Linked DNA regions of Rattus norvegicus: region 1 is linked to region 2. Evidence: chromatin contacts called from public Hi-C data. All regions are on one chromosome and are shown on one strand. Each heading gives the region's core, a stretch centred on a gene start, on an enhancer-like site or on the middle of the called end of the contact. The rest is flanking DNA. Distances are from core to core; before and after follow the strand shown.

What was found. Hi-C and Micro-C count contacts between places; a contact is called where the count stands out from the background.
Region 1: a Hi-C map of Schwann cells shows a contact between it and region 2, with 5 times the contacts expected there. The contact joins the promoter of Nphp3 here to the promoter of Cdv3 in region 2. A contact is called at or near these places in 2 of 12 Hi-C or Micro-C datasets (Schwann cells and frontal cortex) and 1 of 1 datasets of contacts at active chromatin or transcription factors (oligodendrocytes).

The regions. Positions count from the first base shown.
Region 1 is chr8:113,496,528-113,502,987 of GRCr8, forward strand. It overlaps Nphp3 (nephrocystin 3), which reads left to right and starts at 4,181. Exons shown (of 27, transcript NM_001191882.1): 1 at 4,181-4,561; 2 at 6,141-6,266. The coding sequence starts at 4,181.
Region 2 is chr8:112,821,737-112,829,096 of GRCr8, forward strand. It overlaps Cdv3 (carnitine deficiency-associated gene expressed in ventricle 3), which reads right to left and starts at 4,320. Exons shown (of 5, transcript NM_001014097.1): 1 at 3,602-4,320; 2 at 2,564-2,640. The coding sequence starts at 3,916.

The DNA.
Region 1 (6,460 bases), core at 2,931-5,430, 670 kb after region 2:
ATTTTTCTAAAAGGGAGTGGCTGAAAGGAAGAGCAACCTCGTTGTACCCCTGAGTCTGTGGTTTGCCAAGTGGCTCTGCTCACGGTGGGGTGTACTAAAGTCACTTGGCATCCAGATAAGTACGCTGCTCAAAACAGGCAAGATGACCTTATCACACGTGGCTTTGGAAAGGGTGGCTGGAAGTCTGGGCCTGGCTGAGACTACCACCTACACATGAACTCATCAGCGTGAGACTCTGTTTGCAGGCTTCCAGAGAATTCTGGGATACTCTAAATGGAGCAATCATTCTCTCGGGGACTCATCTTAGAAACTGTCATGATGCCACTTCTGCTACAGTTTATTGGTCAAGGCAGTGGCAGGGCTCACTCAGACTCAAGGCATGCAGTCGGAAGCGGACAGCTTCATGTGACCCCATGAAGACTCCCATATGCTTCTCATCCCCGGGCCCCACACTTAAAGAACTGCCCTTTGGGGTTACCACTCTGACGCTGTTGCTTGAAAGTCTTCGGAGTTTTGAACAAGGGCATTACACTTCTCTTTGGCACTTGGTCCCACAAATGTACCCTCTCCTTGTCTCAGACTGTATCTTCAATTGGAGCAGTATTAAAAATGGCAGTGGCCAAGGCAGGTATGGTGATATATCTGTGATCTAGGCTCTCTGGAAGTGTGGGGTGGAGGAAGTGAGGTGAAGTCCAGCCTGGGCTACAAAGTGAGGCCCAATCTCAACAAGCCCCTCCTCGTGTGCTTTTTAAATTATGCTATAACATGCATTTGTAAGTCAGTGAACAACTTTCAAGGGTCAGCTTTTTATCTCCAGGATGTGAGTCTCAAGGACTGAACTCAGGTCACCACTCTCAGCAGCAAAGTCCTTTGCTATTAGTCTGTCCCCAAATCATCTATCTGCAGAGATTTCACTCCTCCCCACTGTGCCTCTATGCTCAGAGTTACACTTTCAAAAGGCAGACTAAGGTAGGTAGGTTCTATTAAGCATATAGAAGAAAATAGATTATGAAATTGAGATTAGCCTATATGTTGCTGTGCTTTAGAGTCATTAAACATGATATATAGCGACTACTCTATCATCCTGGGTCCCAGCTAGGCCCCTGCACATGGTCACCTTTGGTCTTGCTCACTTGGACATTGATCAGTGCTCACCTAAGGTCAACATGCAGGCGGAATGTATGTACAGTTACTTGATGAGAAAGACGGTGTCTTTGTCATTGTGCCTATAAAGGCAGGGAGGTCCAGGGTCTCCACAAACCTGGATTTGTGTTTGAAGCATCTACAAAGCCATTTGAAGGTATTTAAAGACGACAGTGACAACTAGTCTAGTCCATGAGCTCTGTGAGAACCAAGTTCATAATGGGTCTTTCTGGGTCATCAGTTACTTGCACTACCTTTATGCCCAGAAGAGATCCAATAACAGGTGGTATAGAAACGACAACCAAAAGGTTACCAAAAAGAAACCCCTCCTGGCTGGTAACTGCTGTTTTACTTTTCTCATTATTGTGACAAGTACCTGACAAAAAAGTAATTTAAGGAAGAGAGGGAGGGAGGGACAGGGGGATGGAGGGAGGGAGGGAAGGAAGAAGTGAGGGAGGGAGGAGAAGAGGAGGAGGGAGGGAGGATATAGGGAAGGAAGAGTTTATTTTGGCTCAAAATTTGAGAGTACAGTCCCTCTCAGCAGGAAGACCTTGTGGCCAGACTGTGAGAAGGCTCCTCACATTTCCTCGCAGCCAGGAAAAACAAAGAGAGATGAACCCAGGCAGACCAGTTGCTTTCTCCTGTGTACTCATTCTGGGACCCCAGCAAGTTGGATGGTAGTGCCCACAGCAGGATCGGAAGTTCAAGGCCATCCTTAACTACAAAGAAAGACTGAGACCAGTCTGGGCTATAGAAGATTGTGTCTTGGAAAGAAAAGAAAAAGAAGGAGGGAAGGAAGGAAAATCTAGAGAGTGATCCTCAAATCTCTGAAGGAAAAGAGATCAGAAATCAGCAGCTAGAAAGGCTCTGAGAATGTGGGGCAGTTCTTTGGGTACTCAGGTAGAGCAAATGTTTCCCTTTAGAACTCTCACGGTACTAACTGGAGAAATCAATACGTAATCCTTCAACTTAGAAGAGTACAAAGGCCAGAAGGATGTCTAAGAGGTCAGAGAAAACATGACCGGCTAATTTGATGGAAGGAGCTCAGGGCGTTTGTGGGGGTTGGGGTAGTAGTTAGAATGGACCAGCATTCCCAGAGTTCTTTGGAGGAAAGGCCGTTTGCTTTGTGGTAGATATGATGAGTGAAGAATTTGACGTCAGCTATGAAGGTGCTGAGAGCAGATCATTCTCAGCCATCCTCTGGCTAAAGAGAGCAGATGATGGCCTTAATAAGTCCTAGACCCCCAAATAACTCAGGACAACTCCTCAGGTCCATCCCACTTCAAAAATCCCTGCAGGGTTGGCTGAGATCCTTGCTGGGAAGGCTACACAGGGCAACCTCATACCAACTCCCTGGCCTTGTCCCAGGTACCTACCCAGCATTCCCCTGGTAGACACCTTGCTTGGTTATCTACGTCTCGGAGTAGGCTTTCCAAGAATCCCTATGGTGTCTGTGGATCAGATGAAACTATAGTCAAGTAAGCCACCAAAGACTCTTGTGTCAGCCCAGGGAGCCTCTGCATGGACAGATGCTTAAAATGCCACCAGATTTCTGGCAGCTGGGAAAAGAGTAAGCAAGAGCTGGAATAAAATTATATCACCCTTGGGCAAGGAGACTCCCAATACCGTCCTCAGATGGTGGCAGAGAGAGAATGGCTGGCACTGGGAGAATTTTCAAGAATGCCTAAGAAGAAATATATGAAGATCACCAGCGCCCCACCTCAGAACAATGTGAGTCAAAGCCACTCCTGACCTTTTTGTCCCCTCTAACCCGTGGTACCAATCTGGGATAGGTCAGAAAATAAGTTAGCAGACCAAGGGCAACTTGGAATAGAATTTTAAAAAGATAGCAAGTGTTCCCTTCCTACAAACCCTGTCATTACAATTTCCTTCCGTCTAAAATAGGGTCCCCAGCGTCCTTGTTGCCAGACGTTATAAAACCTGAGCTTATCGAAGGATGGAAGGGGGTTGGGGGGGGGGGGTGTTCCAGTGGTGATGCTGCGAAGTTCTGTCCTGCCTGGCATTATTTATTATATGCATCCTGAGACACACTAGGCACTGAACTGTCTCTAGAAAGGAGCCCCTTAGTCAGGAACCCCAGAAAACAGCTGTAGCGGAGCAGGGGCAGATGGGTGTGTGATCCAGTTCTTGCTCACTGAGACTAAGTTCACGCAGAGGAAGCGGATCTTGTAGGCTTGGGCCTAGTCTGGAACCTTCCCTTCTGGGTGTCCCGAGTCTAGCTCTTCTGGTCCCATCCAGCTAGCTCACCTCAGTCCTTCCGCTTATTCCTGCAAAGCAAGTTCTCAGGCCCTCCTGCTCCGTGTTACCCATTCCTCTCTTCCCGATTCTCATTTCTTGCAACCCTCCCTTATCCAGTTCCCCTCCCGGTCTCATTCGGAGGCGCACGTCCTGCTTGTCCAGCCACGCCCCCGAAACCTGGCTCCACCCCACTGGGCTCCACTTTTTCTTCCTGGCCACGCCCCCCTCCCTGTCCAGCCAGGACCCCCTCTCCGACTGACTGTGATTCTCTTTCTCCCTGCTGCTGCTTTACGCCTCACTTACCGGATTACACACCCCAAATCTGGCCCGACACCCTCTCCGGACACTACTCTCAGATGATCACGCCTCCTTTCGCTGCTTCGTCCCACCCCTCTCTGGTTGCCCCAACATCCCCAGTGTGTTCGACCACGCCCCGAAAGTATGGCTCCGCCCCTTCTCAGGATGGCCACTCTTCTTCAACACCACGCCCCCTCTAGTTGCCACGTTATGCCCTTCTCCCCAATCGTCAGACCCAGTTCACGTACTGCTCTGCTCTTCTCTCCACACGCGCCCTCTCCGATGCTGCACCCCGCCCCACCATCTCGGCCCCGCCCCGAAGGCCTGGCCACGCCCCGGACCAGCCCTGCTCCTGGCCACGCCCCTCCCTGATTTTGGTTTCTCGCCGCCGCGCTCCGCCCCTCTAGGCAAGCCCCGCCCTCTTGGCCCCGCCTCCTCCTGGCACCCAGCAGGCTCTCAGCCTCAGCCGGCCCCGGGCATCATGGGCACAGCCTCGTCGTTGGTGAGCCCCGCTGGTGGGGAGGTGATCGAGGACACGTACGGGGCAGGCGGCGGCGAGGCCTGCGAGATCCCGGTGGAAGTGAAGCCCAAGGCTCGCCTGCTGCGTAGCTCGTTCCGCAGGGGCGCGGGAGCCGGGCCCGGGTCGCTGCCTCGGGCGGCGGGGGCCGGCGGGCTGCTGGGCGCCAGCTTCAAGTCCACCGGCTCGTCTGTGCCCGAGCTAGAGTATGCGGCGGCCGAGTTCGAGCGGCTCAAGAAAGAGTACGAGATCTTCCGGGTCAGCAAGAACCAGGAGTTGCTGTCCATGGGTCGCCGAGAGGCCAAGCTGGACACGGAGAACAAGCGGCTGCGGGCGGAGCTGCAGGTAACACGGGACCCAGCGCGCCGCGAGCGGGAGGCTCTGAGGAAACTGAGACCCGAGAGCGTCGCTCAGCCGCTTGGTGGCACCACCATCCTAGCCCAGCTACAAACCAAGTTGTTTTCTAAATGTACAGAAGCTGCTCCTCCTTTATGAGGAATCATTATTTTTCAGTCTAAACTAATTTCTTGTCAGCATCTTCCTCCGCCCCTTTCAGTTTCCGGTTCATTCATTAAGACACGTTGGATCAACCCAAGTCCTGAAGTCGCAAAATTTCTCAGAGCAACTTCACACAACTCCTCCCGGTTTAACCTATCTCCAAGATGGAGCTCTTGGCTCAGTTTCTTCGCAAAGTTCTGCAGATTCTGGGGTTTAATGATATGACAGGAATTTTTCTGGAAACCTCCTGATTTCATCGTTTTTAAGTGTTGTGATTGAAAGTCTTCCCTGAGGATACTCAAACTCCCTTAGTCCATTTAGTTAATGGGCTCAACAGTTACTGCGGTGCTACTGTAGGCCTTTTATTCTTTCAGATACTAGGTAAAGCAGATTTCTCAGAGCAAAACCTGGGACTATACGCCATGGGCTGGGAGCCTCTCTGATGATCATTTGTTTATGCCCCTCTTTTCTGTGGGAGGGATCTCTGAAGCCCAAGAGCTCCTGGCGGGTCAAAATAAGACTTAAATAAACAGCACGGATTTTTGTAGAAGCCTCCTTCCTTCTAGTCTGGCATGTTCCTGTAAGCTATGAAGCCCTTCATTAACTGCTGTGCTATTAGCATATTACCTGAGAGGCTGGTCTCACTCCCTGCTGGCCTCGCTTCCTACTGGAAGGCCAATGTGCTTGTCGCCCCTATAAAGTGGATTTGTGCGTTCCTCCTGTCTGATTTCATGTGTGCACCACTGCCCACTAAGAACCATGTGAGATGGCAGGTAGAAGGGGGTAGCAGGATAAAGAGGCCAGTGCAGGGGGGACTGACAGATGTCACAGATCAGCAATTCCAATTCCCTGTGAAACCTGTTGTTCCTTTCTTACCTACATAATCTTGAGAAAATTCTCACACATTTATTTCATTCATTATTTCATCCAGCCATGTTGACATTTACTGGAGGGCTGGCCACGGATCTAGACTGCAAATGGCTCTGGTGATCAGTAGAATGATTAATATATAACGCCAAGGAGCACAGAAACCTTCAAGCTAAACCTTACAAACTGTGTTTCTTATTCTCTTAGAAAAATGCTGGAGCTGGTACAGTATTTCAAAGAAAAAGCTTATTTTCTGAAGAACCTGTACAGTAGGATTCAAAGATGTTTGCATTTTTTTTCTATTTTGCTTGAAATAATTGATAACACAGAAGGGCTTGATAATTGATAAAATAGTGAGTAGAGGGTGGAGATCTAAGCATATGTAAACATAAGAATTTAATATGAATGAAAGCCAGATCCCAACACATGTATACATATATATAAGAATTTAATATATGGATGAAAGCCAGATCCCAACATATGTATACATATGTGTAAGAATTTAACATATGGATGAAAGGCCGTTTTTCTTGGGAGATAACAAGGTTCATCTTTGCAGGTACTTCAGAAAACTTACCAGAAGATACTTCGGGAAAAAGAGGGTGCATTAGAAGCAAAATACCAAGCCATGGAGAGAGCAGTCACATTTGAACACGATAGAGACAGGGTTAAAAGGCAATTCAAGGTAAATTCTTGGTATTCTTACCCCCCTCTCCAAGTGACATAGATTAAAGGCTAGTTTTTAAAAGTTTACTTGAGCCAGTTGTAGAGGCATACACCTTTAAGCCCAGGACTCTGGATGCAGAGGCAGGCAGATCTCTGTGAGTTCTAGGCCAGCCTGGTCTACGTAGTGAGTTCCAGGACAGTCAGCGCTACACA
Region 2 (7,360 bases), core at 3,070-5,569:
TTTTCTAACCCCAGCCCCAGAGACTTTTAAGAATAATTAAAATAACCACAAATTTTAAAAACACACCTAGATTATAACCCACTAGCAAAAACCAGTGACATTTTCTAAAGTAACTACTGGAGAGCAATGACAAACTGGTGCTGTAAACCATGAACAGCACAGCACAGAAGCTAGCAGTTTACTGTACAACAAAATACATCCCTCCAACCAAGAGCCTGGGAGCCAACCTGGAATAACCCAGTGGGACTGCCCCCACGTCTTAAAGCAAGCACTGGAGGGAAAGGCATGGAGGTAAGTGTCTTGCCTGTATATGGAGTCTAATTCTAGCTTTGACACAAGACCCTGTCTCAAAAAAAGAACCAAAAAAAGTTAGATAATAAATTAGAGCTAAGGATATGACTCGCTGGTAGAACTTGCCTGTGTTGTATGAAACCATGTCTGACTCCCAGTATTCCAAACAGGGGAAGGTTTGGCAAACTAAGCCTGGCATAGTGGTGCACACCTATAAACCCTAGCACGCAGGGCTGAAAACAGGAGGATCACAGCAGTTCAAGGCCAGCCTGAGCTATGAAGTAACTTCTTGACTCTAAAATCAAATTTTACACTGAAAAACCTTGAAGGCTACCCCTCCACCTTCAGAAAGTGTTACTTTTACCCATTAAAGTTCAAGTCAATATGACCAAAACTTAGCACTCAAGGGCCGACCAAAACCCTAACTACAACAGAGCAGGGACCACCCTAGATAAAAGGAACCTGTAAATCCCACTCCATAGTTATACATCAAGCTTCGGGACAAAGAAAACAGGAACATTTTCTACTTTTTAAAATTTGAGATAGGATCTCACTAAATTGCTCAGGGTAACCTTGAACTCACTCTAACCCATGCAGGCCTGATTTTTTTTTTTCTCAATCTCCCTACCTCAGCCTTCTCAACAGCTGACAGTTACATCTTTCACCGTCAAGCCCAGTGGGAGTATTTTCTAAAATTTACTCATCAGAGTATATACTGGTCTTGCAGAGGAATCAAATTCAGTCCCTAGAACTCAGACAGCTCCCAAATACCTGTAACTCCAGCTTCACGGGACCTACCTGACGCTCTTCTGACCTCAGCAGGCACCTGCATGCACAGTACATATTCCCAGACATACACACATAATTAAATCTTTAAAAAAGGAAAAAAATAAAGCGCCCGTGCACTCACATACAAAAGAAGCCACACCAAACAGGTAGATACCTTTTAAGTTTCCTGCTACAAAAAGAAATGTTTAATTTGGTGAATTCACAAATGAGAGCACCTAGGGGCATCAATGCCTGGGTGGTACAGACATTAACCAGACATTAAAATACTTACTGGTTTTTCAATAGAAGTTACCTGATCTAGATTTTAAAAGATTATGTTAAGAAAGTTGTTTCCTTAACAACTGTCTCAAATGGTCACTTGAATTCTCTACAAATTGCAAGCATCAAAGAATTTCTGATCATTTTGTGTAAGACGAGTTAAGGATTTTGAATCTTAAAGCAACAGAGCCCTACCTTACTTTTTTTTGTACTTCAAAATCTTACATTTTCTTCTTAAAAATCTTCCCAAGCATGTCACTTTAAAAACCAGATCTAAAACGAACTATCAGAGATTGAACATGACAATGTAGGCTCTCAATTTTAAAGTCTCGTAATCAACCAATCCAACTGTGAAAATATGACTATTTTCCTAAACTTTGAAAATCAGTCACTTCAGAACCTGAGATGGTAGGTAGCAGGGGCCTGCAGTTCCAGCAGCTCAGGAAATGGCTAAGAACTGTGCAGACAGAGTGCCAGGGCAAGTCACTCACTGGGGATAAAGGCGGTGGGTTCAAGGCTTCAGGAGAGCCGCTCTATTAACAGAAATGTTCAATTCCTAGACCGGGGTGTGTGTGTGTGTGGGGGGGGGTATGAGTACTCAAAGTGGCTTCAGTGTGAATACAGATCTATGATGTTTGAAGTATCCTCAACTGCAATTGCAAAAGTATCTCAACTTGTTTCCCAGAGAGAACTACAATCCACCTTACTAAATATGAACAAGGAGAAGCGAAACCAAGCACACATTCAGGTGGACACTTTTAGAAGCAAGGGTTCAAGGTCAGGAACAGCTCAGTGCTCTCCCACAGATCGGGATCCAGTTCCCAGCACCAGACACACCAACAGCTGTAACTCCAATCCAGTAGACGGTACAGACATACACAGGCAAAACACTTCAAATGTTTTTGAAAACAAACAAACAAAAAACCCTCCTTATCCTCAGCTACACAGTAAGTTCTCTGGGCAGCATGAGCTACAGGAAACCTTACTGGGGGTAGGGAAGACCACCTAAGTTCAAACACTAAGTGTTAAAAATTTAAAAATGACAAATACCCATTTTAATCAACTCAAAAATCCAAACAGTTGCAAATCGGGAAACTCTCACAGGATTTTAGAATTGGCAGCTAATTTAATGACACCAGAGGCCTGCTGGAGACCACGACCTAAACACGGGCAGTCCTTCCATCTGCAACCAGGTTATCTAATCCCACGTGTAATCACACCCTACCTTATTTGCATTGCCTGAACTCTTAATCCGCTGTAATCAACCTCTTTTTGTTCAAATTCTTTCCACTCATTTTCATCCTATGGAAGAAACAACATCTGATTAGAGTTTGTGTTAAGCACGTTTTAGACTAAGAAAAAGAGGTATCAAGGGCCATCGCGATTCCCCAACAGGTAAAGGTACCTGCAAAACATCTGATTAATTAGAGATCTTGGTAAACAGATTTCAGACTAGAATAAATTAGATCAGGGGCCGCCAGGATTCTTGAGCTGGTATAAGAACCCGCAAGTCAACAACCGAGGACCATAGTCTGATTCTCCGGGCCCACGTGGTGGAGAGAATTAACCCCGGCCTCTAACCTCGCCGGACACGTACACACACATGAGTGCGTGCACACAAACAGGCAAATAAATGCGATCTTTAAAAATAATTTAAAAAAAATCCAGACAGTGACACAGACCTTTAATCCCAGTACTCCGGAGAGGCAGAGGTCGGAGGTTCTTTGTGAATTGGAGGCCAACCAGGGCTACACAGTGAGACCTTGTCTCAAAAAAATAAAATGGGTCTAGTGGCTGGGCTGTAAAGTTAGCCCGTCCTTGCAAGATCCCGACACGTGCCTGGTTACCAAACACCCCCTCTGCCGCCGCTTTTACTTAAAACCAACTACGGGGCAAGCTGAGTGGCGGAGAAAAAGCGACAGAAATTCCACAACTCAATTCCTAGCTTTACGTGGCCGCGCTGGGAAAGCAAGCCACGCTACACCGGCGGCACAGAGACTTTGAACACCTTAAGAAAATAAAATCCAGCCCCAACCAGGCTCAAGTGGGACAACGAGGACTCAGATACACGTCACCCGGGGACCGCGGCCCGCCCCAACCCCCGTGGCCCAGAGGGCGCGGCGCGCGGAAGACGGCGGACGGGGGCGGCCAGACGAGCCCCGGGGGCCGCGAGCTCGCCCGACGTGCGAAGCCCGAATCACGTGGGCTCCCGGGCCCGCGGGGGCGGGCACATGCGGCCGGCCGCCGGGCTCCCGACCCTCACCTTCGTTATGGCCTTGCCGCCGGGGCCCGCGCTCCCGCCGTCTCCCGACCTCGAGGTCCCGCCGTCTCCCGACCTGGCACCGGAGCCCAAGCTCCCGCCGTCTCCCGACCTGGCACCAGAGCCCGAGCTCCCGCCGTCTCCCGACCTGGCACCGGAGCCCAAGCTCCCGCCGTCGCCCGGCCTGGAGCCCGCCGCCGCGCTGCTCCCGCCCGCGCCGCTCGCCGCGTTGGCCGCCCGACTGCTCCGCTCCTTCTTCTTCTTCTTGTCCCTCTTGGCGAAGAAGTTGTCCAGGCTCCGCTCCTCGGTCTCGGCCATGGCCGCTGCCCGGATGGGTGGGGCCGGCGGAGGGCGCGGCGCTCGCGGTTCGGAGCTCTGGGTCAAGGCCGGCTGTGCGCTCAGGCTGCCGGGTGAGGCGTCGCCTCAGCCCCGCGGGGTCGCCGAGGCGCAGGCGGCAGGGCGGCCGGCTACCCCCGCGCTCCGGGGAACGGTGGTACGATCCTCGCCGGGACCGCGAGCGTGGAGCAGGGTCGCGCCCGCCCCGCTGCCTGTGGGACAAGGAAGACGCGCACCGGCGAGCGCTCGGCTAACGACGGCGCGTGCGGGAGGAAGACGCGCGGGCCTGAGGAGGGGAGAGGGGACGGGGAGGGGAGGGAGGGGAGGAGGGAGGGCGGGCCACCAGCAGAGAGAGGCAGCGCCGCGCCTGCGCGCTCGGTTCCGCCCGCCGCTGTGGGCGCGCCGAGGGGGGCGGGCGGCGGGCGGCGGGACGAGAAGGGGGCGGGTCTTCCGGGAGAGCCAATCAGATGCCGGGACGGAGCGCTTAGGTGACAATCCGTTCCTTCGACGGGGCGGTGCCCTGTGTGGGGGCGGGGAGAAGCGGGTGTATGCAAAAAGTGACGTCCCTAATGGCTCCTGCCTCCGATTGGCCAAGGATTTTGCCTTGAGGGCGGGCATTTAGAGGGTTGGTGACTTGGCTAAAGAAGACCAGCCGGAGGGGGCGGTTGTGCCTTCGTTGCGCGCATGCGTAGGGTACACGTGCGTCTGCTCGCCAGGACTGTGGCCTGGTAGGCGTTTGAACTTTCAGGAAAAGGAAAGAGACCATGTTAAGCCAGCTACGTTCAATCTCGTTCCTCCTGCCCCGCTTTTCGGTACTTGCACCCTCTCTGGTCGGGCACCTATTACTTTTCTTCTGAATGGAATGCTTTTGATGAGCACTGGATAAGTATTCGTAGTTCCATTTATGGAAGAACCTTAAATAAGCAGTACATGAATGAAAGGGAGCTGATTTTGAACTCCATCCTGGACAAGATGTGTCTACCAGGGCCAAGTTAAATAAATCTGACCCTCTAACACTAGCTCTTGTGAAGTGGAGAATAGCTGGGAATGTGATTTTGGTGGTAGGGTGTAACAGGTGCATGTCACGTACTGAGTGAATACTTTACCCTTGACAAAAAGCTTCAACCCAGGAAGCTTTTTGTTTGTTTTGAGACCAGGTCTCACGTATCCCACGTTGCTCTGAATGCCAAACAGAAAAAAGATAATCTGATCTTCCTGCCTCCACCATCCAAGTGCCGAGAGCACAGGCATTCTACTACCGCCGTGCCTAGGTTATGTGATGCTAGGGCTTTCCGTTCTTCCTAGTCCGGCTTTCTAGCTGCTAAACAGTGAATAACCCAATACAGGCGATTGCACCTAGAATTCCTTCTGCTCTGACTTGAGTTTGAATGATGGCTACAATTTAACTTTGGCCTCCATTTTGGATCTTAGGACAGAGAAAGGGAACAATCACAAGATATAGAAACGAGAATCAAAAATATCCTCGTTTGCACGTGACTTGATTTTGGGGCCCTAGAGAATCAAATGTACGCGTCCCAGTGAGAAGTGTGGCCTGGGTATGCTTTAAACTTCTGCTTCCTCTTCAGGGTAGAGGAAAAAGCTGTGACAACCAAGGCTTGGGTCTGTAGCCTTGTGGGAAAGATAGAACCCAGCCAGTAAATGGAGAGCTGTCTTTCCACAAGTCTTCCCTTAGAAGTCCTTCCCTAGTCGTGGCTAAGGCCCTACAGCTGTAGCCAACAATAAGCAGACCTTTCTTTTGTTTTATTTTTTGAGACAGGGTTTCACTGTGTAGCCCTTGCTGTCCTGGAGCTCTGTAGACCAGGCTGGCCTCAAACTCAGAGATTCACCTGCCTGTGCCTCCTAAGTGCTGGGATTAAAGATGTGTGCCACCACATCTGGTTAAGAAGCAGACATATTTAATCCCCTTCCCCCAACACAGGATGGTTCCTAGGTGACTTCCTTTTGTGACACCACGTATCTTCCTGTGGTATTGTCCAAGTTCAGCAGTGCCCAGTGCCACCAGCTTTGCTTAACACCTCTTGGCAAACTTTCTTTTTACCTTCCTTATTTTTCTTCCTCTTTCATTCCTTTTCTGCCCTTTCCTGCCCCCTCCCCCTCTTTTTAAGACAGTGTCTAAAGTATCCTAAATTAACCTTGAACACTCTAGTAGACAGAGCCAAGGATGGTCTTGATTCACCAACTTCTAATTAGCTTTTGTTGTTGGTCTCCTTTTTATTTTGTTTCATTTCGTTTGTTTTTAGGATGGAGTAACCCCGTGTAGCCCTGGCTGGCCTTGAACTCTCAGAGATCTTCCTACCTCTGCTAAGATTAAAGGTGTTCACCACCTGGGGTTCCCACCATTGTTTACAAAGCTGTCTCCTGTGTCCTGGAGCCACTTTATCACTTGTACCCCTACCCATTTTCTCTTTTTCAAAAAGATATATTTATTTTTATTTGATGTGTGTGTGTGTGTGTGTGTGTGTGTGTGTGTGTGTGTGTGTGTTCACGAATGTAACTGTACATTTGAACTCCTGGACCCAGATTTATTGTGAGCACTTGATATGGGAGCTGAGCACAGGCCTCTCTGAAGGAGCGGTGAGGACTTTTCATCACCGAGCCATCTCTGCAGCTGGGTCTCTCTCTCTCTCTCCCTTAAACAAGTCTTCCTGTGTAACCCAGGCAGCCTGAGCGTTAACACTCCTCCTCTCTGTCTCCAAAAGTGCTAAGAGTATAGGCCCACACTACAAACATGGTTTGCTGTCGTTTCTCATTGCCGGAGGCGTAGGTGAGTGTGGGGGTGGTGCATGTGCACCTGAGTGCCCGTGATCTCCTTGGAGGCCAGCAGACAACCTTAGGCATGCAGGCCTCAAGTGCCATTTACTATTTTTTTTCATCTGTGTAAGTATGTATGTGATCTCAAATGCCATGATATATATGTCAAGGTCAGAGGGCAACTTGCAGGAATCTAGAAGATCAAGCCCAGGTTATCAGGCAGAACCATTTTGCCATCCCACCCTTCTTATTTTTGTATTTTTTGGTGGACATAGCTTCTCACTGGGGTGCACTCAGAGTGCACTAATTCAGCCAGGCTGGCTGATCAGTGATCATTAGGGATCCACATGTCTCTGCCTCCCCAGAACTAGGACTGCAAAGGCCCCTGTAACCAGCCAGGAGGAGGGTAACCGGGGAGACCTGACAAGAGCAGCTCGCTCATGGGAATAGCTGCTGTTGGTCTCAGGGCATGAGAGTCAAAGAGGAAGGGACCCATTTTACACTGCAGAGACACTACAGTGACAGGGCCACAAAGACACTGCTCTCTAGTAGTCTGACCGCGATTTCTTACGCACAGTGGAGTTCGGGGACGCACGCCATCAATCACATTTTGAGGACACACAGGAGGAGTGCTGCTGTGTCAACTCTTGGCTG